Linked DNA regions of Sus scrofa: all the other regions are linked to region 3. Evidence: chromatin contacts called from public HiChIP or PLAC-seq and promoter capture Hi-C data. All regions are on one chromosome and are shown on one strand. The core of a region is the stretch at or near the end of the contact, and the rest is flanking DNA. Distances in the headings are between cores, read along the strand shown.

What was found. Promoter capture Hi-C pulls out the DNA fragments that hold promoters and counts their contacts. HiChIP or PLAC-seq counts read pairs in DNA pulled down with a chosen protein or histone mark.
Region 1: a contact with region 3 is called in a promoter capture Hi-C map of fetal liver, with 3 times the contacts expected there. The contact joins the promoter of SLC35E3 here to the promoter of MDM1 in region 3. A contact is called at or near these places in 2 of 5 promoter capture datasets (fetal liver and liver) and 2 of 2 datasets of contacts at active chromatin or transcription factors (alveolar macrophages and skeletal muscle).
Region 2: an H3K27ac HiChIP or PLAC-seq map of alveolar macrophages shows a contact between it and region 3. The contact joins the promoter of MDM2 here to the promoter of MDM1 in region 3. A contact is called at or near these places in 1 of 5 promoter capture datasets (liver) and 2 of 2 datasets of contacts at active chromatin or transcription factors (alveolar macrophages and skeletal muscle).
Region 4: an H3K27ac HiChIP or PLAC-seq map of alveolar macrophages shows a contact between it and region 3. The contact joins the promoter of NUP107 here to the promoter of MDM1 in region 3. A contact is called at or near these places in 2 of 5 promoter capture datasets (fetal liver and liver) and 2 of 2 datasets of contacts at active chromatin or transcription factors (alveolar macrophages and skeletal muscle).

The regions. Positions count from the first base shown.
Region 1 is chr5:33,046,750-33,053,364 of Sscrofa11.1, reverse strand. SLC35E3 (solute carrier family 35 member E3) reads right to left here and starts at 4,172. Exons shown (of 5, transcript XM_003126366.4): 1 at 3,512-4,172; 2 at 2,564-2,674. The coding sequence starts at 3,913.
Region 2 is chr5:33,100,607-33,107,292 of Sscrofa11.1, reverse strand. It overlaps MDM2 (MDM2 proto-oncogene), which reads right to left and starts at 1,575. Exons shown (of 11, transcript NM_001105303.1): 1 at 1,220-1,575; 2 at 402-486. The coding sequence starts at 482.
Region 3 is chr5:32,672,013-32,678,687 of Sscrofa11.1, reverse strand. MDM1 (nuclear protein MDM1) reads left to right here and starts at 5,064. Exons shown (of 16, transcript XM_013997708.2): 1 at 5,064-5,240; 2 at 6,262-6,376. The coding sequence starts at 5,223. It overlaps LOC102164628 (a long non-coding RNA gene), which reads right to left and starts at 4,858. Exons shown (of 4, transcript XR_002344013.1): 1 at 4,736-4,858; 2 at 377-444. LOC102164543 (a long non-coding RNA gene) reads left to right here. Exons shown (of 3, transcript XR_002344012.1): 2 at 23-226; 3 at 3,498-3,790.
Region 4 is chr5:32,984,646-32,991,318 of Sscrofa11.1, reverse strand. NUP107 (nuclear pore complex protein Nup107) reads right to left here and starts at 1,658. Exons shown (of 28, transcript XM_021091969.1): 1 at 1,417-1,658. The coding sequence starts at 1,424.

The DNA.
Region 1 (6,615 bases), core at 2,923-5,422, 380 kb before region 3:
TGAGATGCATAAGCAGAATAATATTTAAAAGCAAGATAAGCAAGACTACAGATACATGGAGTTCCCGTTGTGACTCAGCAGTAATGAACCTGACTAGTATCCATGAGGATGCGGGTATGATCCCTGGCCGCACTCAGTGGGTTAAGGATCTGGCGTTGCTGTGAGCTGTGGTGTTGGTGGGAAATGGGGCTTGGATCCCGTGTTGCTGTGGCTGTGGCATAGGCGGGCAGCTGCAGCTCCAATTCAACCCCTAGCCTGGGAACTTCCATATGTCTCAGGTGAGGCCCTAAAAAACAACAAACAAAAAATACAAGGAGTTCCCCTCGTAGCTCATCGAAACGAATTCAACTAGTATTCAGAAGGATGCAGGTTCCATTCCTGGCCTTGCTCAGTGGGTTAAGAATATGGCATTGCTGGTCGCAGGCGTGGCGCGGATCCCGAGTTGCTGTGGCTGTGGTGTAGGCCAGTGGCTACAGCTCAACCCCCTATCCTGGGAACTTCCATGTGCTGTGGGTGCAGCCCTAAAAAGGCAAAAAAAAGGAATACAGATACGGTATACAGTATCTGACTTCATTTCTTTCTAAAAATGACCCCTCCAAAATGATGACTGGGGAACAGGGTGGACTCCAACTAGAGATTGACAGGAACCTCTGTTATTCCAGGTGGCTGACAATATGTGTGGCTAGAAAGATATGTGAGGGGTTTTTTTTGCCCATACCTGTGGCATGTGGATGCTCCCAGGCCGGGGATCAAACCCGAGCCAAAGCAGTGACAAGGCCAAGTCCTTAACCACTAGGCCACCAAGGAACTACTCCTTATAAGGTCTTTTCGTTCATTTCAGAAAACCCAATCAACAGCAGAAAGAACGTTCCTTTTTTTTTTTTTTTTTTTTTTTTTTTAGGGCCACACCTGTAGCATATGGAGGTTCCCAGGCTAGAGGCTGAATCTGAGCTACAGCTGCTGGCCTACACCACAGCCACAGCAACGAGGGATCCGAGCCATGTCTGCGACCTACACCACAGCTCATGGCAATGCGGGATCCCCAAACCACTGAGCGAGGCCAGGATCGACCCTGCATCCTCATGGTTGCTAGCTGGGTTCGTTAACTACTGAATCACAAAAGGAACTCCTGGAACTTTCCTCTTCATGGCTGACTTTTCTGTGGATAACCCCCCACCAATATACCTCACTCAATAAATCAGATAATCACAAACCCTAAAAGACCAACACCCCAAAGCCTCAAATCCCATCGGTCCTCAAAATGCTTCACAAATATAACTAAAAAGGAGGCTTTAAAGAAAGCTTGACAGGACTATCCCTGAATAAGACCTGGCAAGAACAGCCAGGCTTTTGAATAAATGCTCCTATATAATTCTTTTCCCTGTAGGTCTGGATATCCTGTTACATGAACTCAAAGTTGATAGAAATTCACCAAGACAAAAATAGAAGAGCAGGAAATCTGAAGCCAGCCTCAGTAAGAGTCTTCTATAACTACGAAAGACAAAGAATTGATTCTTTGGCTTGGGGCGGTGGCGCAGGGAGCAAAGATGAATGTGGAGGGTGTACGCACGCCCCTCCCTTGCTTCAGCAGCCTCTCTGGGCAGCTGTGAGTCTTTGACACAGAAGGGCCTGGAATGGTGGTGACCCTCAGGCCTCCATGCCCTCAAAGCTCACCTGAAGTGCTTCTGAAGTGACCAGGACCGGAATATTTAAGATGCTAAGGCTAAATTTAAAATTAAACTCCTAACATGCATAACAAGAACACCTTGGTTTATAACCAGGGGATGGTTGTGAAAAAAGTAAAACTGGCTACACGTTTTGGCTCCGATTCCCCATGCAAGCACATCAGAAATGTCTAGTCCAAGGTTTTCAGTATAGAGAAAATACTGTTTCACTGTACCCTACCCTGTCCATTATCCTCCCCCCCCCCGCCCTGTATAAGAAACAGACAGACAAAAATACTTGTTGAGACTTTATGGTAATGAAGTAAGTGAATCTACGTATAAATTTCCAATAAATGCCTCCTACAGGCAAGGCACCGTGTTAGTGCACGAAATGAAATACCCATAAAATACTGACAGAGACAAATGATTAGAAGCAATATACAAGCTGTAACGGCAGCATATTTTTGAGGCAAAGATTTATAAATGTGAAAGTTTCCTTTCCTCTTCAAAGTTTTGAACATGTACTCACTCCTTCACAGTAATGTCATAATTAAAGAGTGAATGACAAATATAACCAATGAACTCCATCCTCAAGGAAAAAGTCTTACTACTCATTCTGTAAAGATGTCCCAGAAAATAATATAACATCACCCCAAACCCAGACTGTTAAGCATGGGTGTCATACACTTACAAACAGGTAGGGAGGCACTTGATGAGCATCCTACACCCAAGTTTCTCTGTCTCCTTTCTTCTCTTCACCTTGAGTCAGACAATTTATGCAATTATGCTTTCTTTCCAACAGTCTATTGTCTCTATACTGTATTTTTAAACCTTGGGATACAGCTTCAAAATTTATGCAATCTGCTAAAAAGGCACATAAAGAAAAAAAAATTACCAACCACTTGATAAAGGGATGTAACTAAAACACCAAGAGCAGCAAACACCATTCCAAGGAAATTAAACTTCACATCGTAATAAGAATTTAGGATTACACCTAAAGTTATAGGAATCTGTAAAGAAAAAGAGGTAAATGTGTTCAGATTAAATTCATGAGACATAAAATTAGTATCCCTTTCACCAAGTCTTACAAGGTTAATCACGAAAACATCCCTAGGAAACAATGAACTTCTATAAATTTTTTTTCCATTTGAAAATCTTATTTCTTCAAAGTGAAATAGGAAATTTCTTATTTATATTCACATTTAATTCTATTTAAAATTCCGGGTAAAATTATGAGTCAATGCATTGCACATTGCAAGAAAAAAATACATGTGTGCAGAGAGGAGTAAAATGAAGGACCCCAAAACTAGTGTCTAAAGAATATATAAACCAAAACGTATAACAAAAGCATTAAGATTTTGAATATTCTAAGTTATGACGTTCTGAAATTATTTTAGCCCATCTTCTTTTATTTAAAGACGTAGAAACCTCTGCAGATCGTCGCTGCAGACATACCCTGAGACATTTTATGCTAAACCTCTAACGTTTATTATAAACGTTTTTCAGTTTGAGCTTTTGCAATGAACCCGATACACTCATTTGCACCACTCCATACAGCTTTCTTTTCTTACCCATCATACATAGCATTTAAGGATCAAACCATAGTTATTAAAACTCACACAAGCACACTCTAATGGGCTAAAATCCCAATAGAGCGCCAAGATGGCTTTTCTCCACCTTCTCCAATATAAGCCTTAAGTTCACATGCCCAGAGATGACTCATGTGTGGATTTCAAGATCATGGGAAAGAGCGTGGCTCAAGGTTAACCATTCGAATTTCCCGGGGAGAAAGACAGTCCAGGAGGTAGGATGTTGGAGGAGTGCCTCGCCAAGCTGAAGCTACTCACCAGCGTGAGCTGTATTTTGACAGAGAAGGTTTTCTTGTAGAAGAGGGTCTGGATGACTATGATCACCGGTGTGGTCATGGCCTTAGCCAGCTGATAGGTGCCTATGGTGTTGTTCTGCAGAGATAAATTGGTGAAGACCACGAAGCCACAGAAGCTGAGCGCCAGGAGGAGGAGCTTGGAAGGCGGCAGACTTTTGGGGGCAAAGATGTCCAGCTTCTGGCAGGCATACAAGCCCAGCCAAGTGACCACGAAGTGCACCAGGGTCAGGCTCATGTTGGGGAAGCCGTGGTGCACATAGATCCATTTGTTGAGGAACACGATGCAGATGGACACCAGCAGGTTGAGCAGGAGTCCGGCAGCGATGCGCCCGTTGCCTCGCACTCGGTCCGCCAGCGATGCCATGACCCCCACGAAAGCTAGGGCCCTTCAACCTCCGAAAGGGGCGCTGGGACTGTCTCTGGCTGCCTTTTCCCTCCTCCTATGTTGCCGGGTCTCCGCAGACGCCGGCCTTACTGTCCAGCCGGGTAGAGACATGCAACCTTTGGGTCTCAAGCGAGCAGCAGCCTCAGCAGTGCACACACGCTCTGCCGCCGCCCATTCAGTCAGTGAGGACGCGGCAGCACTTCCCGCGCGCCCCGCCCCCTTCCGTCCTCGGCCACGTGACTCGGGGCGCCCGCGCTTCCGCCCTCGAACAGTGGTCGGAGCGGCGACTACCTGCGCAGGCGCGTTGAGCTCTGGGTGCTGAGAACTACAACCTTGGTACCTTTCCGGATTGCCAAAGCCTGGTGAGGCCATTCTGGGACCGGTTTTTCGATGTGTGACATTCCCCGTGTGTCAGTCAGGTAGACTTGCTAGACACCGTTGGTGCTGAGCAAATTTAGACTTTACCAGACAGGGGAAAGCATTACTTACCGAAAGCATATTTTTAAACATTTTATTTTAAAAATCCAAACATCCAGGGTAGATATAGTACAATGAGCTGTCATATATTAGTCATGGTTAGTAACTATTCAGATTTTCTTCTCGAATCAAAGTTTGGCTTCTTATTGTCCTAAGAGTGTCCATTTTACTTAAACGTTTTAATATATTTTGTCAGAGTTGTATATAGCAGTCTAACATTTTAAAACTAATTTCATCTGTTGTTGCATCACTTTATTTATTCTAAACATTATGCATTTGGGTTTTATTGTCCCTTGATTAGCCTTGTGGGGTAACTATCTATTTTCAAAGATTATTTCTGATTTTGTTTCATTATTTTTTTCATTTTGACTATTTTCCAATTCCTTCCTTCCTCTCTCTCTTTCACCACGCCCAGAGCACATGGAGGCCAGGGAGCTAGCTGGATCCTTAACCCACTGTACCACAATGAGAACTCCTCCCTCTAATGTCTTGTTCATTATTTTTACTTAAAAAAATTTTAATGGTGTACCCTTGTGGCTCATCAGGTTAAGGATCTGGCATTGTCACTGCTGTGGCACAAGCTTGATCCCCGGCTTGGGAACTTCTGTATGTGGGTGCAGCCAAAAAATTAAAAATTAAAAAATTTTTAAAAGATGAATTTAAAGCTGTGAGTTTCCCCCCAGAGAATACATTTGCCCAGTCTCCAGGACAAAGTAATCGTTTCATTGTCCTTAATGCCTTAGTCTGCTTGACAGTTTTAATTTCCTCTTTAAGAATTATGCAAATACTGAGCACCTGCTTTGTGCCAGGCGCTGTATTTGGCACTTGGGAGATAATGGCAAGTAAAACCAGACCAGATCCTTTCTCATAGATGTTACTAAACAATTACAGTTGATACTAAAAAGATTATAAGCCATGAGAAGTGTTCTGTAACAAAATATGATCCTATAAACGTATAATCACAGAACCGGATGTAAATTTTAAGAGGAAGAAATGGTCAAGTTGTTCCCCAAGAAAATGACTCATACAGGAGTTCCCGTGGTGGCGCAGTGGTTAACGAATCCGACTAGGAACCATGAGGTTGCAGGTTCGGTCCCTGCCCTTGCTCAGTGGGTTAAGGATCCGGCGTTGCCGTGAGCTGTGGTGTAGTTCGCAGATACGGCTCGGATCCCACGTTGCTGTGGCTGTGGTGTAGGCCAGTGGCTACAGCTCTGATTGGACCCCTAGCCTGGGAACCTCCATATGCTGCAGGAGCGGTCCTAGAAAAGGCAAAAAGACAAAAAAAAAGAAAGAAAATGACTCATACAGTCTAGCTTTCCTAACACAGTCTTCCCAGTATGCTTTTCTTCCTATCATGCCACCAAATTCTACCAATTCCTGCTGTAGTGGGTGCCTTTTCAATTTTTTTTATAAGTTTCTTGTATTTTGTTTTTTCCCCAATATGATTTTTTTTCCTACTGTACAGCATGGTGACCCAGTTACACATACATGTATATATTCTTTTTTCACCATTATCATGCTCCATCATAAGTGACCAGACATAGTTCTCAGTGCTACACGGCAGGATCTCATTGCTAATTCATTCCAAAAGCAATAGTTTACATCTATCTGTTAACCCCAAGCTCCCAATCCATCCCACTCCCTTTCCCTCCCTCTGGGCAACCACAAGTCTGTTCTGCATGTCCATGATTTTCTTTTCTGTGGAAAGCTTCATTTGTGCCATATATTAGATTCCAGATATAAGTGATATCATATCGTATTTGTCTTTCTCTTTCTGGCTTACTCAGTATGAGAGTCTCTAGTTCCATCCATGTTGTTGCAAGTGGCATTATTTTGTTCTTTTTTATGGCTGAGTAGTATTCTGCTTTTCAATTTGATGATATATTGCCATCCTCTCTTCCAGTCTGGGTCTACAGAACCCCAACTGTTTAGTGATGTACCAGATGTTTACCCTTACCTGCTCCGAAGTTAAGAGCCTGTGCCTTAATTAGTCTACCTTCATTTAGTCTACTCAATTCATCACCTCCTTCTGGGTACAGATGTAGACTGATAATCTAAGCATGATGATATATGTATAGGGACACCTGCAGCATATGGAGGTTCCCAGGCTAGGGAGCGAATCTGAGCTACAGCTGCCGGCCTACACCACAGCCACAGCAATGCAGGATCCAAGCCGTGTCTGTGATCTATACCACAGCTCACGG
Region 2 (6,686 bases), core at 326-2,825, 430 kb before region 3:
GGAATTTTCAGTTTTTACACTGCACTTTCCTGTAATGCCTGTATCTTCACAAGCATGAATTATTTCTGTGACTTTTAGAAACCATTTTAAAAGTTAAATACTGATAGGTCAAAATAGAAAAAAAATATCCCTCAAAAAATAAACAACTTCAGCATCCATGCTTAAGAATGTAATGAAACTAACTTCTAAATCCAGTGTGGTAAAAAGCCAAGAAGATAAATACTGAGTCTGACAGTTAACTTTTGCTTGACAACTATGCCTGAGTGGCAGAACTTAAGCAATGTACCGCAATTTTACCTAAAGAGCCAGGCTGTCATTGGGTCTATGGAATTTAGCTAATCACCTTATAAGATTTAAAAAAAAAAAACTTTTGACGTTACACTGGAGACAAAAATACCAACCAGGGTCTCCTGTTCCGAAGCTGGAATCTGTGAGGTGCTTACAGCACCATCAGTGGACACAGACATGTTGGTATTGCACATTTGCCTAAGAATAGGGAAAAAAAAAAAACACGATAAAAACTTGAAATAATGAAACACCTGTGAAAAAAGACAAAAATCATATAAAAAGGAGACACATAATGCTTTACTCAAAGTAAAGCCCTTAGCAAGTGGGTCCTCACCTGGATCAGCATAAAGTACTTGCTACGCGTTGAAGACCACAGGTATCGCTCTCCAACAGCCACTGAATACAGCTGGGGAAAGGCACGGTTTAAATAGCCCCAACTGGAGACAAGTCAGGGCTTAGCTCCTTCTACTGCAGACTTAGGAACTTGTCCGAACTTGACCAGCCCAACAGGAAAAGCTGAGTCAACCTGCCCACAGAACCAGCCCAGTCTCGCCCAGACTCAGCTCCCGGTTCATACGAGCTACCGAACAGGCACCTGTCATTACTTTGACCCCCGGCCGGGAAGCTGCCGGCCGCCAGGCAGCGCCCCCCGCACACGTGACCTTTATCCCAGCTGTCGGCGGAGCCCCCCTCCCAGCCCCCCCCCGCTCCCCCCGCCCGCTAGGAGCGCCGGCCCGAAACCCCGCCCACCTCCCCAGCGACGCCGTCCTCGGCCCCTTCCAACAAAACCTTCACACACCCACGTGCCCCGAGCCCCCCACCACGAAATGCACAAAGGCGCCGTGCGGACAGAGGCGAGGGACGAGAGCGAGTCGGAAGACCCAAGTCACAGAGCAAACCCAGAACTGCCCACACGCTTCCAGGTCGATACCTGCAGCTCGCTGGGGTTTTCCGCTCCTGGAGTCGGGGGGAGTCCCGCGAGGTTCCCCAGTTCCCTTCACGGGGTGCCCCGAAACCCGAGGCCCTGGGCCTCGGCTACCATTCCACTCGCGAGGCCCAGGCCACCGGGGCACTCGAACGCACTAGGTCCGGGGAAGGAGGCTCCTGGCGGCGTAAGCGGCAGGACCTCGATCAGAGGGGTGAGGGCTACCCCTCGGCCTAGGCTTCTTGCTCCATTTTCTTTCCAGTCACACCGAGCCGCACAGGCCCCAGAAGGTGCCGAGCTGGCTGAAGTGCGCCAGCTGCGCGCCCCCTACTGTCCGAGCCCAGCGCGCCGGAAGCCGCGGCCCATCCGGCCGTTTGCGCGCGCGTCAAGGTTCCACCGCCTCCGCCCACTGAGGGCGGGGCTGGGGCGGGCTGCCTGGAGAAGGGGGCGGTTCTGAAGCTCGGCGCTCGGCCTGGGCAGCTGGAGAGGGGCGAGTTCCCTTGGGTTGAGCTCCGCCCTGGTCTTTCCCGCCACCACCTGGTTCCGCGCGCCAAGCTTGAGACTATCCTTCTGCTATTTTTGTATTTCGTGTGTTTACACCTCCCCACTGCGGTGGAAACTCAGGCAGATGGGTATCTAAGTGCTGCTACCGAAAAAGAAACCAAATTTAACAGCTGTGTGATATATTAAGCCCGCACCGCCAGCTGCTGGAGTTGTATAAAAATGACCTATTTCAAAACTTTTTTAAAAGTATGATTAAAAATAGCACAATATGGGCTTGCTCAGGGATGTATTCAATATTCTAGCCGGAGGAATAAGACTCGTGGTTACCGTTACAGAAGGGGCGGGAGATAAAGAAGGGTCACTTTCTACTTTAAGCGTTTAGAATATTTAGGTTTGTTTATATAATGTATGCATTCACTCCCATTAAAAATATCTATTTAGGCATTTAGGAGTTCCTGTGCTGGCTCAGCCATACCAAACCTATTATCCATGAGGATGCAGGTTCAATCCCTGGCCTCAGTGGGTTAAGGATCCAGCATTGCCTTGAGCTGTGGTGTAGATCAAAGAGGTGGCTCAGATTTGGCATTGCTGTGGCTGTGGTGTAGGCCGGCAGCTGCAGCAGCTCCCATTCGACCCCTAACCTGGGAACATCTATATGCCACAGATGTGGTCCTAAAAAGCAAAAAAAAAAAAATCTATTTATATATTAGGCACTCAGTACTGACTCACTTACTTGCCACTTTTGGCACATAGGTGTAGCAGTCTCCGAAATGAGCCAGGACACGAGAATTGAGCTGGTACAACCCAAAAAGCAGTCACTGCAAAGAACAGCTTCTTTTTGGGCCAGGAAAAAGTGAGTTCTTTATGAAGGAGGAATTGTTTAATAAAATTATCTTTCCTGGAGTTCCCTCTATGGCACATGGGTTAAGAGTCTGACTACAGCAGCTGTGGTCTCTGCCCAGGCTCGGGTTCAATGCCCCCACCCTTTGCCCAAGTGAGTTAAAAGATCCTGGGATGCCACAGCTATGGCTAGCTCTGATTCAATCCCTGGCAGGGGAATTTCATATGCTGGGGGTGGGGCCATTAAAAATAGTGTATCTTTCCCTTCTTCCATGCCCTAGCCTACTAGAAAGGAATCTTCCTTAAACATAGTGGTCACTTAATTGATTAATTTAATTGCTAATCTTATCTTCAGGGATCTGGTTTAGCTCAAAAAAATATCAGATCAAATATAGTGAGGTTTCTGGTTGTAAAAGGGTATGCTTGCCGCAGGATAAAAGAAAATCTCAAGAAATGGAGAAAATAGCATGAAAAGATAAATTATGCAACTTGGAAGGAGCAGTTAGTTATGTGCTATACGATTTCAAAAACAGAGTTGCTCAGCAAATATCTGGGCAGTTCACAAGAGTCTCAGAGAGAATCAGACAATATCTTGTGCCTTGAAGGATAGTAAGACAATTTAAGACAGAGGAGAATATTCCAGGCACAAGAAAAATATTACCCAAAAAGTCCAGAAGCAAAAAAGTAAAGGGCTGTTTGAAAAAGAGGAAGTAAGTTTGACTTGCATAAAAACCAAGAAAAAGAAAAAAAAAAATAAGAAATTGAGGTTCCTTAAATTTCAAGCAAAGGAGGCGTTCCTGTTGTGGTGCAGCAGAAATGAATCCGACTAGTATCCATGAGGATGCAGGTTCGATCCCTGGCTTTGCTCAGTGGGTGGGGGATCCGGCCATGCCGTGAGCTGTGGTGTAGGTTGCAGACGCAGCTCGGATCCCACACTGCTGTGGCTGTGGTGTAGGCCTGCAGCTGTGGCTCTGATTTGACTCCTAACCGGGGAACAACTTCCATATGCGGCAGGTATGGCCCTAAAAAGCAAAAAAAAAGAAAGAAAAGTCAAGCAAAGGAATCTGGGCTTTGGACAGTGTAGGCAGTGGACAGAGGGGGAGGATATATGCAGGTAAAATTGCTTGAAACTGTTGTTAACGGCACCACCATGAGCAAATTTATAAGAAGTCTGGCCAGCCTCCTCTGGACCAACTTTCCCCCTTCTCTTTGGCCCTGTTTTGAAAAAATCCTCTTGGCAGAATTAGTAGAGGAGAAACAAAGGACAGAATGGATAGGATTAGTCCTTTTCTAAGGAAACCAGAAATGAAAGGCAGAAATGAAGGAAGAGTGATGGGATTTAGAGTGTTGGGGGAAGAGATGGATGAGGCAAGAAATCTATCTTTCAAGGAACTGATAGTGAAAATTTACTGAGAGTACCAAGCACTTCCCAAGGCCCCTATGGGTGAACAAGGGGTCATACTCTGCTGTCCCAAAACCTGGCAGGATGACACTAAATTTCTAGCCAAAGAGAATAATGATATTGCTGACCAAAAGTCTGGAGGAAATGAAAAGTTGAGCAAGTTGCTGAGTTTTGGATGATGAACCACAGAACAAAGAGTTCAGTGGTAGAAAATGTGGAATTGAAGTGCAGGCAGGAGACAGAACTATCAAAGTCATGGCTGGCTCCATGCTTAAAAAACCTGATGAGGCGTTCCCGTTGTGGTTCAGGGGAAACAAATCTGACTACTATCCATGAAGATGTGGTTCAATCCCTGGCCTCGCTCAGTAGATTAAGGATCCAGCGTTGCCGTGAGCTGTGGTGGAGGCCGCAGACGCGGCTTGGATCCCCTGTTGCTGTGGCTGTGGCATAGGCTGGCAGCTACAACTCCAATTAGACCCCTAGTCTGGGAACTTCTATATGCCGAGGGTGCGGCCCTAAAAAGACCAAAAAAAAAAAAAGTTGCAGAAGAAAAGTTTGAGGCTGGCAGAGGTTAGTTCCTGAGGTTGAAGGAAAGAAACCATCTCCAAAATATAAAAGTGCAAGGTGAAGCAGCAAGTGCTGATGCAGACATTCCAACAAGTTATCCAGAAGATCTAGCTAAGATCATTAATGAAGGTAATTACACCAAACAACAGATTTTTCAGCACAGACAAGACAGCATTCTATTGGAAGAAGATGCCATCTAGGACTTTCATAGCCAGAGAGGAGAAGCCAATGCCTGCCTTCGAAGCTTCAAAGGACAGGCTGGATCTCTTGCTAGGAGTTATTATGCAGCTGTTGACCTGAATTTGAAGCCAATTCTCATTTACCATTCCAAGATTCCTAGACTCCTTCAGATTTATGCTCATCTACTCTGCTTGTGCTCTATAAAGGGAACAGCAGTGCCTAGATGACAGCACGTCTGCTTACAGAATGGTTTACTGAGGAGTTCACATTGTGGCTCAGCAGGTTAAGAACCCAACCAGTATCCATGAAGATGTGTGTTTGATCCCTGGCCTCACTCAGTGGGTTAAGGATCCAGTGTTGCCAAGGCTGTGGTGTAGGCCTGCAGCGGTAGCTCCAATTGGACCCCTAGACCAGGAATGTCCATAAACTGCAGGTGTGGCCCTAAAAAGGCACAAAATTGGTTTACTAAATATTTTCAGCCCACTGTTGAGAGCTGCTGCTCAGAAAAAAAGATTCCTTTCCAAACACTACTGCTTATTGACGAAGCACCTGGTCACCTAAGAACTCTGATGGAGATGTACAATCAGATTCATGCTGTTTCCATGCCTGCTAACACAACATCCATCCTGCATGCAGTCCATGGATCAAGGAGTCATTTTTACTTTCAAATCATTATTTAAGAACTACATTTCATAGGAGTTCCTGTTGTGACTCAGTGGTTAACGAATCCGACTAGGAACCATGAGGTTGTGGTTCAATCCCTGGCCTTGCTCAGTGGGTTAAGGATCTGGCATTGCCATGACCTGTCCTATAGGTCACAGACGTGGCTTGGATCCCACATTGCTGTGGCTCTGGCGTAGGCTGGTGGCTACAGCTCCAATTAGACACTAGCCTGGGACCCTCCACGTGCCTCGGGTGTGGCCCTAGTAAAGACAAAACAAAAAAAAAAACAAAAAAAAACCCTGCATTTCATAAAGCTATAGCTTCCATAGATAGTGAAATCCTCATGATGAATCTGGGCAAAGCCAATTGAAAATCTTTTGGAAAGAATTCACCATTCTAGATGCCATTAAGAACATTCGTGGAGTTCTGGTTGTGGCTCAGTGGTAACAAGCCCAACTAGTATCCATAAGGATGTGGGTTCAATCCTTGGCCCTGCTCAGTGGGTTAGGGATCCGGTGTTGCCATAAGCTGTGGTGTAAATCTCAGATGTGGCTCAGACCTGGCATTGCTGTGGCTGTGGTGTAGGCCAGCAGCTGCAGCTCCAATTCAACCCCTGGCCTAAGAACTTCCATATGCCACAGGTGTGGCCCTAAAAAGAAAAAAAAAAAAGAATATTAATGAGTCATAAGACAAGGTTAAAATATCAACATTAACAAGAGTTTGGAAGAAGTTAATTTCAACTCTCATGGATGACCTTGAGAGGTTCAAGACTTCAGTGGATGAAGTAACTGGTGATATGGTGGAAATAACAAAAGAACTAGAATTAAAAGTGGAGCCCAGGAGTTCCTGTCGTGCCTCAGTGGTTAATGAATCCAACTAGGAACCATGAGGTTTCGGGTTCGATTCCTGGCCTTGCTCAGTGGGTTAACGATCTGGCATTGCTGTGAGCTGTGGTGTAGGTTGCAGATGCGGCTTGGATCCCATGTTGCCGTGGCTCTGGCGTAGGGTGGTGGCTACAGCTCCGATTTGACGCCTAGTCTGGGAACCTCCATATGCCAGAGGAGTGGCCCAAGAAATGGCAAAAGGACAAAAATATAAAATAAAATAAAATAAAATAAAATAAAATAAAATAAAATAAAATAAAATAAAATAAAAATAAAAGTGGAGCCCAAAGTTGTGACCGAATTGCTGCAATCTCATGATAGAACTTGACAGAGGAGGAGTTGGTTCTTATGGACCAACAAAGACGGTGGTTACTTGAAATGGTATCTACTCCTGGTGAAGATGCTGTGAAGACTGTGGAAATGATAACAAAGA
Region 3 (6,675 bases), core at 3,815-6,314:
ATTTTTTCACTTTTTTTTTCAGTTGCGCAATCAGAAATTCATTCATATGAGGAAAAGGCAGTTAATACCTCTGGAAAAATGCCAAAGAAAGTGGCTGTCAGACTGATTGCTTTTTGGCAAAGGCTGAGCTTAAGATTTACCAAGGAAAGCCCATGTAAGTGACCCCAGATGAAGTTACAAGCACCAGAGCATTGCTGAGCTTGGAGACTGGAATTTCAGTTACCTGGTAAGGTATTTCAGAGAAAACTATACATATACAACTGCAAGGATGATGTCCTACCATGTTGATAAAATGGTGATTTCTATAACAGCTTTGCTCCCATGTCTGAAGCAATAAGGGAAAAAAAAAAGAGACAACAGACTGCAAGTAATTTACCTTTAGGGAACGAATCTTGAGCAAGTGTTAGTTAAAATCTTCTTGATCTCTGGCCTGGATTCAGCTACCTGAGGACATAACAAAAGAGAAAGTGAAAGGTCTTCAAGATCAGGTATTTCCCAGGATGGAATTTAAAAGCAGCTCCAGTATTCTCTCTACTCTTTGGTTCCCAGTTTTAGATCAAGCTTTCAGGCTCTGGATTTAAAAGCATCTTGAGAATTCCAGCATGCTCACATTTAGCTCCTTCCTTGCTTCCTTCTCTTTATCATTTCCTGTGTTCTTTGTGTACATGTTTGTCCCCTCATTTGATGGTAATCACTTTTGAAGACCCGGGCTGTTTAAATTTTGTTGTCTGTGTAAGTGTTTTGCTTATAGAGAACACATTTTTGTCTGTTAAAGAAAAATGAATATAGTTAGGCGCAAGCACAAATCCTCCAATGTTTCAGGTGCTACTGAGAAAATGATGGGAGATTGCTAGATTTGTGAAGTGACTGACTTCCTGTTTTGAATAGAATGAGTAGTATATTTATACTTCAAGTACAAATAAAAGTTGCTTTAAAGGATCTTGCTATGTTTTTGTCTCTAGAAGAGGCAAAGGCCCTGTTGTGATAAATATATCATATACATATATATGAATCAAAGTGACTTTAAAAAGAGTCAATGGAAGGACTATTAAGTAGGAAGATACCCCTAATGATAACTATCAATACCATAAAATTGCCATATATTTATAAGTTGAATAAAATGCTCATATTCATAGCCACTGCTAATGGAATTAGACTCATGAGGGAAAAAAATGTCTGGGCGTGATGCCATCACATGACATTTTTTTCTTTCTTTTCTTTGTCTTTCCTTTATCTCAACTGATGGTATACTATACACACTCTTTTACAACTTGCCTTTTTGGGGGGAGGGGCAGGGATCATGCCATGTTAGCTCATAAAAAAAAAAATGCTTCTTTCTTTTTAAGGGGGCATGCAAGTCAATAAGATATCGTCTCAGTTGTTGTCTCACTCTGGAATCTGCAGACCCTGTTAGCTCTCTGTTAGGTCTGCTAAGAGAGGACACTAGAGAACCTGGAAAGTTCTCTCTTGCTAACGTTTCCTCTCTGCATCCCTTACCAATGAATGACCTTTGCCTCCATGGTGGCAGTTGGTTGCAGTCTCCTCAATCCCATCTCTTACCTCTCTTTTTTTTGGGCGGAGGGAGGCAGTCTCATTTTGTCCCCTCAGAGGCACCAGCAGAAGCTGGGCAGTGACTCCTTCTCAGAGGTCTGACCACCTCCCAGGAGGTCTCTCCAGCCTACTTGGGGCTGCATTTGAATCACCTCAGCGTTTTCCCTCCATTCTTCTAGCCTCAGGGTGTGAGGTGCTTCTTAGAATTACCATGCTCTCTTTCTCCTTTCAGTTTGTTTAAGTTCTCCAATAGCTTATATTAAGTTTTCTCTGTTGAAATGTTTCTGGTAGTTTGTTTTCCCAGCTGGGCCCTGACAGATATAGTATGTACTTGATGTCTGAGGGGTCCAAGATCCCTCCTGGATTTGCTGGGTCAGAAAGTTGAACGGAGTAGTTCCCGTTGTGGCGCAGTGTAAACAAATCTGACTAGTAACTATGAGGTTGTGGGTTCAATCCCCGGCCTTGCTCAGTGGGTTAAGAATCTGAAGTTGCCGTGGGTTGTGGTGTAGGCCGCAGACGTGGCCCAGATCCTGAGTTGCTGTGGCTGTGTCGTAGGCCAGCAGCTACAGCTCTGATTTGACCCCTAGCCTGGGAACCTCCATATGCAGGAGCAGAGTAGCCTGTGCTGTGTCTGGACCTGCTGCTCTGCCTGTTCCTGCTCTGGCTGCTCTGGGCTTTGAAGGAACCCTAATGTGTTTAACTAGAATCCTACAGATGGACATTGGAGCTGCTTCCAACTTTTGTTACTATAAACAATGCAGTAAACAACATTAAATGAATTGTTTTTTCACATATGGGCAAGTATATCTGTAAGTTAATGTATAAAAGTGGAATTGCCGGATGAAAGCATTGCCAAATTGCGTTTATAGAGGATGTACCAGTTTAGTCTATCACATGCAATAAACAAAGTCTATTTGCATGAGAAACAGAGAGATCAAGAAAGGGAAGAGGGAACCAGGTGTGACACCCTTAACTCAGTAAGACCACCTTACTTAACTGGAAAAGAGAACACAGAATGGGATCCATCACTTGAGGAATTACGTTCTAGCTTAGACTCCATGGACTTCACTTTGCGCCCTCTAGAGAGAAGGAAGGCTAAAATATAAGAAGAATAGCTAAGACATTTTGGTGCTCATTCAATAGAGGGTAACACAAAGAATGTACCTTGTCACAGATCCCCAGTAGGGTTGAACAGCCTGAGGAGGTTCCATGCTGTGCCCCATGGTAACTCAGTCCCTAGTAAATGTTAGTGGCAGGCAGAGGGACACCTAGAGATGTGTGGTTATTGGGAGAAGTGGCAGTGTTGCTAAGCAAACTATACGTGGTCACTGTAAGCACATGTGAGACACTTCCTAGGGACTCCCCAGAACACCTAGGTGGAACTGTGTATGGTCCGTTTTCTGCAGTAGCCCAGAGTGGTAGGACCTGGTAAACACAGGCTACAAAACTCTCATTTACTGAGGTAGGCCCTTTTTTTTATGTCTACATCTTTGGCTCATAAACAGGATTTTGTTATGAGTAATAAAGTAAAATATTCTTTTTCCTTGAGTCCTTATAGCATATCTCAGCAAACTTAAGTCATGACGAAGTCATTTTTTTTTTTTTACCATCTGCTGTTTGGTTTTCTTGTCATTTGTTCCTTGCTCAGCAGTTATCATTGCCCTTGTTTGGCAGGCAGGCCACATTCTACATACTTGCTTTTACTGATTTCACCTTAGCAATAAGTGGTAACAAAGCTGTGTGTACAACCAGGGCTGTGTCTCTCCCACCCTGTAAGATCCAGGCTGCTATCCTGCAGAGGATTTTTGTTTTATGTTCCACTGTGTCTTGTTTGTTCCAGTCTTAATTTACACGACAGAGATGCTGTCACCACCAATTAACATTTATCAAGGGCCCCCTAGATGCATGGCTGCATAGGGACTGATTTAATATTCTCTTTGTTTCAGATATCAGGTGGCTCCTTCAAATGAATTTTTAAGTATCTCAGTAATGATGAAGAACAGAGACATCAATTAGGATTCAGAAGACAGGTCTCTGTAGAAAGTGCTTAAAGGAGAGCATCAAGGATTGGTATTAATATTTAAAAGTTTACAAGAGGGTATCCTTTTCTTCAGTCAACAAATGAAAAAAGTAAAATGAAACTGCATCCATTGTTCCTGGAAGAAGCCTGGCAGCATTCCATTCAGACATCTAACTTTTGATTGTCCCATTTTCCCTTTTTTTTTTTTTTTTTTTTTGTCTTTTTAGGGCCACACCCACAGCATATGGAGATTCCCAGGCTACGGGTCCATATGAGCTGTAGCTGCTGGCCTACACCACAGCCTCAGCAATGCGGGGATCCACGCCGCGTCTGTGACCTACACCACAGTTCAAGGCAACACCTGATCCTTAACCCACTGAGCAAGGCCAGGGATCAAACCTGCCTCCTCATGAATACTAGTCAGATTCATTTCCACTGAGCCACGACAGGAACTCCTCATTTTCCTCTTTACTTATTTTAGTTCTTCTAATCTTTAAGGCTCAGTCTGAATATTTCTTCCTGAGGCTTTTTCTAATCATCTCTGCTCTTAGGGATGCCTCCTTCCTCCAATCCCTATAGCCCTTATCATTTATACCTCTCATTTGGAAATTTAGCACATGACATACATTGTACTATCACTAAATAAATGTATATAAATGTATGTTCATTGTTCCCAAGCATATTAGAGAACTATCTGGACAATTTATTTCTTTCCCATTGTCAGGGCAACACAGCCTTCTGTCACTGGTATATCAATAAGAAGTATTTATTGATAATGATGGCAAAAGTCTGTAAAAATTAGGTGGAATTTTATTTTATAAAAAAAGGGTGAGAGGAGAGGCAAGGCTGAAGCTTCGTAAGTAAAGACTCACAAGCATTTATCAATAAAAGTTTTCTACTCTAGGAGCTACATGTACCTCTTGAGGTGGGTGTCGTGGGAGGCAAGAACATCACTGGAAGTCAGCAGTTTGTCTTTCAAGATTCAATAAAAAAAAAATTTTTTTTTCTGTCTGCCTATATTTTCTGGCTTATTCCTTTTGATGTGACAGTAAATACGGTAGCGTGGTTGTTACAGAACTGATATCAGAAGAACAGACCTGAATATTTTCATTTCATAAAAAGAAACATCCCATTCTGTCATACATGGTGGAAATATGAACACACCTTCTTGTTTTATGACGTAAGAGCCTGAGCCCAGCGAAGCCGGTGACACACCCATCTCCGCGGCAGGCAGACCCATTGCTGCGCGGAGGCCGCAAACTCCGGCGCCATCGACCTCTTCTCAGAACGAAGCTCCCGCGGGGCCCCGCCCACCTCGGTTCCGAGAGCCTCATTGGCGGGCCTTCCGCCCGCCATCTCTATCAGCTCTCGGGATTCGGTTGAGGGGGGCCCTTCCTCCTTTCGGGCACTGATTGGTCGAACTTAATGACGGCACGGGTTCTCCGAGCTTCTATTGGTTCTTAGGCTGCAAAATGGGCGGGGAAAGGCAGAGCGACAGGGTTCAAGGAAGGACGCGCCGAGTGCGCCGGCGCGTAGTCGGGGACGCCGGGCCGAGGCTTTTGCTAGGGAACCTACTGTTTTCGCCCCGCCCCCTCGGGGCTTTTTGTCCCGTTAACTGTCGGAGTGGCGGGGGCTTCAGCCGCCGGGCGACATGCCGGTGCGCTTCAAGGTGAGGCCGGGGTCCCGGGCCCGAAGACTGTTTGGGGTGTTGGGGCGGGGCGGGTGCTGGGCGCCAGGGCCTCGATGGCTTTTTGGGCCGTGCCCCTCGGCCCCGCAGAGCCTGCCTGCTCCCGAGCCTGCTTGTCACCATCCTCTGGAGGAGGCTCGTCTCCTCTAGCCTAGCCCCATCTCCACTCACACGCACTTCCGAGTTGCCGAGTAGAAGAGTTAGATGGTTTGAGATAGATTTATTTGGGGGGCGGGGGACTCAAGAGACGTGGAGATGGAAGGAGGGCGCTCTATAATGGGAACTAAAGTGACTTCAGATTGGGACAGCTGTGGACCACGTCACGGCTTAGCATTTAGCACTCCTCCCCACTTCTTTTTAAAACTTTAAAGTGCCTATGTCCTTTAAAGCCTTGAGAAATGAGAGCTTGACTAGATAGAGTTTAAGAAATACACATTATGCATAGTTGTGCGTTTAAGGTTTGTTAGAAATACCAGGTAGCTAGTAACTGTCAAGCAGCTTTCAACACAGCAGTTGACCCAAGTATTCCACAAACCCTGTCTTCTTTTATCTTGAGAGTTTGTATCCAGAATGGGAGGGAAATTTGTCTTTTGTTGGTTGACTTTACAAAACGTCAAAAGGGTCTAGACATAATATATAATATTGTGTATTCGGTGAGGATAGAGTAATTAGGATAATTATAGTGATGAGGATTTAGATTGTCACTCGTTATCAGACAAGAGCTCAGGCTTTGGCATCAGACAGCAGCAAGGGGGTAACTGCGCTGAGCCTCAGATTCCTAGTAGCATCTGCCTCAAGTGATTGTGAGGATTAAAGGATATAACACTATGAACTGCCTACTGCAGGGCTGGATAAATATTAGCTATTATTAAGGAGCTCTTCTGTGTTTAATTATCAATCTAAAGTCTTTCAACTCTTTTTAGAGGTTCAGAAATTATTTTTACTGATGTCTAAAACAACTTTCATTAATTGCCTTGACCTCAAATTGTACTTTGCATTACAGGGGTTGAGTGAATACCAGAGAAACTTTCTGTGGAAAAAGTCATATTTGTCAGAGTCCTATAATCCCTCAGTGGGGCGAAGGTACCCATGGGCCGGACTTAGGTCAGATCAATTAGGTAAGTCAAGCAACTAATTGGGGTTAAGTATGCAAAATGATTTATTAAAAAATTAGGAAGCATTGTTCAGTTGGCCTGTTTGACTTACTTGTTTAACAGATATTTTTTGTGAGGGTACTGTAGGCTGGGACTATTCCAAGCTTCTGGGGATATAGCCTGGAACCAGACAAAAACCCTTAACTGTGGGGGAAGACAGCTTATTAAATAAACCAGGGGATTTCAGGTTGTTATATAAAATTGTAGTCTGGTGTGATAACTTGGAAGAGGGGTGGGTTGGAGAGAGTACACTTTAGAGTCAG
Region 4 (6,673 bases), core at 409-2,908, 320 kb before region 3:
TTTTTTTCTTTTTTTTTTTTAGGTAAATCTTTTCTTATTGGCTTGAGGAGGTCCCTAAAATTGAAGGAACTATCTCTTAAAGGGATTTTCTGTTGTCTCTAGAATACTCCAAACCATGGGTACAACTATTTGAGCTGGTGACTTGGGAGGCTAAGTGAAAAAGAATTCTAGTAAAGTGGAGAGAATGACCCTTCGAGTTATTTCTCCCCAGAGTACACTAAGAGTACAGCGCTACTGTAGTCACAACGCCCCTGTCATTCTCCACCCAAAGTCTAAAAATATTGTGCGAATTATGAGACCTGTATCTTAAGACTCTAATATGCATTTCCTCTACTTAAAATCTTCAGATAGCTATCTGTGGCCTACAGAATCAAATTCAAACTTTCAAGCACAGTTTTTACAATTTGATTCCAGCTTACCAGTTCAGGCTTATATTCAGCCACAAACATCACTCCCATACAAAGCTACAGTGAATGTGACCATTCAACTATCCTTTCATATCCTTACACTTTTGTACGTATTATTTCTCTTACAGAGGCCTACATTTGTCTCCTTGGTCTACCTGGTGAATATTTACTTATCAAACAGCCTCCTGGAGTCTGGACACACACAGATCTAGGTTGGTGTCTTGGTTCTCTTATCTGTTAGCTTCCTAACTTTGACCAAGTTCCTTAACCTCTTTTAGCCCCAGTGCTACCTATGAAAAGAGGATCGCAGTAACTATCCTCATAGGATTGTTAGGGAGATTAGCTAATAAAACATTTAAAGCGTACTCATTGTAGGCTAATGTTATTCAAAGACCAACTAGAAAGTTATCTCCTTTGAGAGGTCTTCCGCATACCTTCCAGGACAGGGAGACTTCCGTGCTCCCTCATTTCTCTTCCCAAAGAGCAGTACCAAAAACACCACTTTGTACCGCTCGGTTGTCTCCTCCACTACGCATTCTCCAAGGCCAAAAAGCTTAAATAACTCATCTTTGTCGCAGGTGCCTAGCATAGAGCCAGTGTCACAGAAAGAACTCAATACAGTTAACTATGTGATGCTGCAACTTGTAATGAGAAGGTCTGGGCTGAGATCCCAGTTCCGTCACTGACTGGCTTTGTGATCTCCGGCAGGTAATAGCATCTCGAAGGCCGGGCCACCTCCTACCCCGCCCACCCCAGGAGGGAAAACTGTTGCGCGAAAGTGAACAGATGGTGGAGTCAAGCGGAAACGCAGGGGATTATCATTATCCTTATCCCTCCCAGACCTAGGCAGCCTTTCTTCCATCAGCTGTAGTCCCCCAGCCCAGAAAAGAAGTCCCGGGTCAGCATCCGGGCCTTCCTCGGTTTCCTCCGGGAGTCGGGTTTCACCCATTTCGTTCCTCCAACGGGGAGAGACAAGTGTCCGAGCCCAGCCGTCATCACCAGAACTAACCTGTCCATGGCCACGGCCTTTTCCAACGAGAAGCTTATAAACTCAGATCCAACCTAGCCGCCGCGTTTCGGCCTTCCCGCTCTCCGGAAGCAAACCCTTTGACCCGGAAGCATAGCCTCGCTAAGCCGCTGTAGGAAAAGAGTTGAGTAGCGGGCGGGGAGAAAAAAAAAAAAAACAAAAAACCAGCTCTCCCCTTTGGCGCATGCGCAATTTCTTTTTGCCAGGGGCAGGCGGTTCGGTTTGCGCAGGCGCAAAGGTGTATCTTGTGGTCGACCCAGCCGGGCTCAGCCGGGCAGGGCCAGGGGCGGGGCAGGAGGCGGGACCTGACCGGGTTTAGTGGCGCTGCTCGGCCGCCCCTTTGCCTGATTGGCATTTGTGGGCGTGGTCCAGAAGTAGGGTTCTCCTACTGGGATACTTGACTTGTATTGATAGTTCAGAAAAACGTGAAGTCATTTCCTGGTATTCTCTACGAGAAACAGCCCAGATTTGGAATTGAGATGTGCAGGCTCTGCTCTACACCTCGGGGGTCCGTGTCTCTCTCTTCTTGTACTCATTTTGTTTGAACTGTAGTGTAAACCCCCTACAGGTTTTGAAATTGTTTTCTACAATGGCTATTTGTTCTTCACTTGCTATTTTTCCCCATTAAAGAAAAAAGAATCACTTGTCTTAAAAAGCATGAAAGATGATGGTATTGCCTTCTATTTCAAAGTGCCGGATAGGCAAAAGGTAATATATTCTGGCCCTGAATCAGTGGAAGTTTGGCGAAAGGCATTTACATTATGCTCTAATCCTGGGAAACGTAGTTCCCAGGAAGACGTCTTCATACCTAATTCCCGCTGAGACGACGTGGGGTTTTAAGAAAACGTGGCTTTGGGCTCCAGCTAGGCTCAGAACCCCTGAGCCGCATATTTCTCATCTGTGGAAAGGAGATAACGCCTTTATCACTGAGTTCTTGGGAGGATTAAGAAGCGATGTCCAATGTGCATTGCATACAGCACTCATCGAAATGTTAATTTTCTCCTCTTCCAATAACAGCTTGATCCCCCCCACCAAGTGCTCTCTTGTTTTTTTTCCATCTATGAATTTCCTTGTACAAAAGAGCATTTGTTCTTTTATGGAAACTGAAATGTGGTCTTAATGGTTTTTGGTCAGGGCCAGAGGCAGGTTTATTCAAACTATGAACCAGTGTTTCAGGTTCTTGCTTTGTGTCCTCTGGCAAATGAATTCCAATGTTTGTTTGTGTGTTTAATTTTTAGTTGATTTACAACGTGCCAATCTCTACTATGCAGCAAAGTGACCCAGTCATACATACATATATATTCTTTTTCTTATATTAATCTTCCATCATGGTCTATCCCAAGAGATTGGATATAGTTCCCTGAGTTATACAGTAGGATCTCATCCAATATGTTTTATTCATATAATATACTTGAAGTGTGTAAGGCACACAATAAAAGGGAAGAGCAGTTTGGGGCATTAACTCGGTGTTTAATTCAAGTGAAAAGAGAGAATACTTGTGGAAAAGTGCGCTGAGGTTCATTTTGACATGATTACCAAGCATAAACACCTTACTACCCTTAAATGTATCAAGATATATTCATTTTATTGCCTTAGAATTATGTGCAATGAATTCCTTGTGTGATGCATATCATACACATTCTAGCTTTAATATTAGGGTTCTTCTTTTCAGTGACAGAAATTCACTAGGGCTAACTTAAGCAAAGGGAAATTGACTAGAAGCCCATCACTGAGCTCATGGAATTAAGAAGCTGGTGGGAAAAGCTTGGGAAAGCAGACTTGTTCAGGAACTAAAGACCGGGGATTTAGCCATCCCCAAAGCACTCAGACTTGAACTACTGGATTTGGAGGAACTTTTCCTCTCCCTCACCCCTAACAGCTGAGGAAATCAAACATCATTATGTTTTTCCTCCTCCACGACATTTATTTTTATTTATTTAACCTCTTTTTAGGACCGCGCCTGCGGCATATGTAACTTCCCAGGCTACGGATAGAATCAGAGCTACCCCTGCCAACCTATGCCACAGCCACAGCAATGCCAGATCCAAGCCGCATCTGCTCAGGGCAACACCGGATGGATCCTTATCCCACTGATCGAGGCCAGGGATTGAACCTGTGTCCTCATAGATACTAGTCAGGTTCTTACCACTGAGCCGCGACAGAAGTCTTCCACTCCTTTTTTTTTTTTTTTTTTTTTTTTTTTTTTGCCTTTTCTAGGGCCGCTCCTGCGGCATATGGAGGTTCCCAGGCAGGAGTCTAATCGGAGCCGTAGCCACCGGCCTATGCCAGAGCCACAGCAACGCGGGATCCAAGCTGCATCTGCAACCTACACCACAGCTCACGGCAATGCCGAATCCTTAACCCAGTGAAGGAGGCCAGGGATCAAACCTGCGTCCTCATGGAGCCTAGTCGGGTTTGTTAACTGCTGAGCCACGATGGAAACTCCTTATAGTAAACATTTTAAAAAACATTTCAGGAAGCAGGTTTTTTTGTTTTGTTTTGTTTTGTTTTTTAACGTCCCTTCTCAGTCACACTTCTGTTTGGTATATTATAAATAGCTGGTTAGCGGTTTTCTTAGTATAGATCCAGCAGATGTAACTATGACAGAAAGATAAGAAAATAGAGGCAAATGGAGAAAATTAAAGAATTCTATGATCCCATTAACTATATCTGACCACAACCACATGAGAGACTGTCATCAAAAATCATCTGAGGAGTTCCCGTCGTGGCGCAGTGGTTAACGAATCCAACTAGGAACCATGAGGTTGCGGGTTCGGTCCCTGCCCTTGCTCAGTGGGTTAACGATCCGGCGTTGCCATGAGCTGTGGTGTAGGTTGCAGATGCGGCTCGGATCCCACGTTGCTGTGGCTCTGGCGTAGGCCGGTGGCTACAGCTCAGATTCAACCCCTAGCCTGGGAACCTCCATATGCCGAGGGAGCGGCCCAAGAACCAAGAGACAGCAACAATAACAACAACAAAAAGACAAAAAAAGACAAAAAAAAAAAAAAAATCATCTGAGGAGTTCTCGTCACGGCACAGCGGAAATTAATCCGATTAGGAACCATGAGGTTGCAGGTTCAATCCCTAGCCTCACTCAGTGGGTTAAGGATCTGGCGTTGCTGTAGCTGTGGTATAGGCTGGCAGCTGTAGCTCCGATCAACCCCTAGTCTGGGAACCTCCATGTGCCTCAGGTGCAGCCCTAAAAAAAAAAAAGGAAAAAAAAAATCTGAAGGAGGATGCGGTGTAGGTCAGCAGCTGAAGCTCTGATTCTACCCTTAGTCTGGGAACTTCCATGTGCCTCAGATGCGGCTGAAAAAGAAAAAAGAAAAAAAAAATCTGAAAGATCGCAAAATGTTGGTAGTGGTTGTCTTTGGTGAGACTGGATGACCTTTGTTGTATTGTTATTTAGTTCACTGTGCCCTTTTTTTTTTGGCTTCCCCATGGCATATGGGATCAGATCCCAGCAGCAGTTTCGCTTTATGCCCCAACTGCAGCAACACCAGATCCTTTAACCCACTGTGCTGGGCTGGGATAGAACCTTTGTCCCATTGCTGCAGAGATGCCACCATTGTGCTACAGAGGGGATTCCATGGGTTTTTTGTTTGGTTGTTTTTTTAAGCAGTTTGTTTTCATAGCATAATTCAATTGAAATTCAAATTTAAAAATAAACTTTTTTTTGGCTGCACCTGGGGCAATGAAAGTTCCTGGGCCAGGGATCGAAACCTCATCTCTGCAGCAATCTGAGCCATTTTGGTCAGATCCTTAACCCACTGTGCCACAGCAGGAACTCCCAAAGAAATATTTTGATAAATTCTTAAGAATTCTAATTAGTCAGGAGTTCCCGGCATGGCGCAGCAGAAGCGAATCCAACTAGGAACCATGAGGTTGTGGGTTCGATCCCTGGCCTCACTCAGTGGGTTAAGGATCTGGTGTTGCCGTGAGCTGTGGTGTAGGTCGAAGACGCGGCTCGGATCCCAGTTACTGTGGCTGTGGTGTAGGCCGGAAGCTGTAGCTCCAATTGGACCCCTAGCCTGGGAACCTCCATATGCCACGAGTGTGGCCCTAAAAAGACAAAAGACAAAAAAAAAAAAAAAAGAATTCTAATTAGTCAGATATAAATCTACTGAATTAAATTATGGTAGGTGTTTAAATATATTTCGCCACTTCCAAAAGATAGGATTTTGAATTCAATTGTAAGATACACCTCAGCTTCTATAAAACGTAAGTAAGTACTTAGGTATTAACAGCTGGTTCATATATGAGATAGTGTTGGGTTTTGTTTTAATTTTAATATTTGGGGAGCAGGTTTCTTCTTTGAGTTCAAAACATTATGAACATGCTATTACAATTTCATAATTTCTTTTTATCTAAAGAAGTGGAATTATGGAAAGATTAAGTAATTTACTTCAGGTTATGGACTTGAACTACATCAAACCACAAACAGAAGCATAGTAAAGAGCAGTGAATCATGAATTGAACAGAAACCCAGTTTTTGGCTGAACCAAAATCATAATGTGTAGGTTCTAAAAGCTGGTTTGGCTCAGGAGTCAAAATTGCTTGGAGGTTAAGTGTAGTCTTGGAAATCAGGTTTCCCAGGTTTAAATCTCAGTTCTGCAGTTTATCAGCTCTTTAACTCTTCTAAACCTCATCTCTGTAAATGAAAATATTCTCTTAGGGTAGTTACGGGGACTAAATACAAAAATAGCAATAAAGGAGTTCCCATTGTGACTCGGTGGGTTAAGAACCTAACATCCATGAGGATGTGAGTTCAATCCCAGACCTCACTCAGTGGGTCAATGATCTGGCGCTGCCACAAGCTGTGGTGTAGCTTGCAGATTCGGCTCGGAATCGGCACTGCTCTGGCTGAGGTGTAGGCTGGCAGCTGCAGCTCTAGTTCAACCCCTAGCCCAGGAACTTCCATACGCCGCAGGTATGGCGGTAAAAAGAAAAAAAAAAAAAAGCAATGGAGCAAAGTGGTCAAAAGCTCAGACTTGAGAGCTGGATTGCCTGGAGTTACATCCCACCTCCACCACATACCAGCTACGTGAACTTGGGTGCAAGTGTGTGCCTCAGTTTATTCTTTTTGGATGTAATAATAGTACAAGATCATAAGGTTTTTATGAGTTCAATGAGTTAATATGTGTAAAGCCTTAGAATAGTACCAGGCATTATATGTGTGGCATGTTATACATATTCAAAAATGATCTTATTCTCACTTTTATAATAATAACCAGTTCAT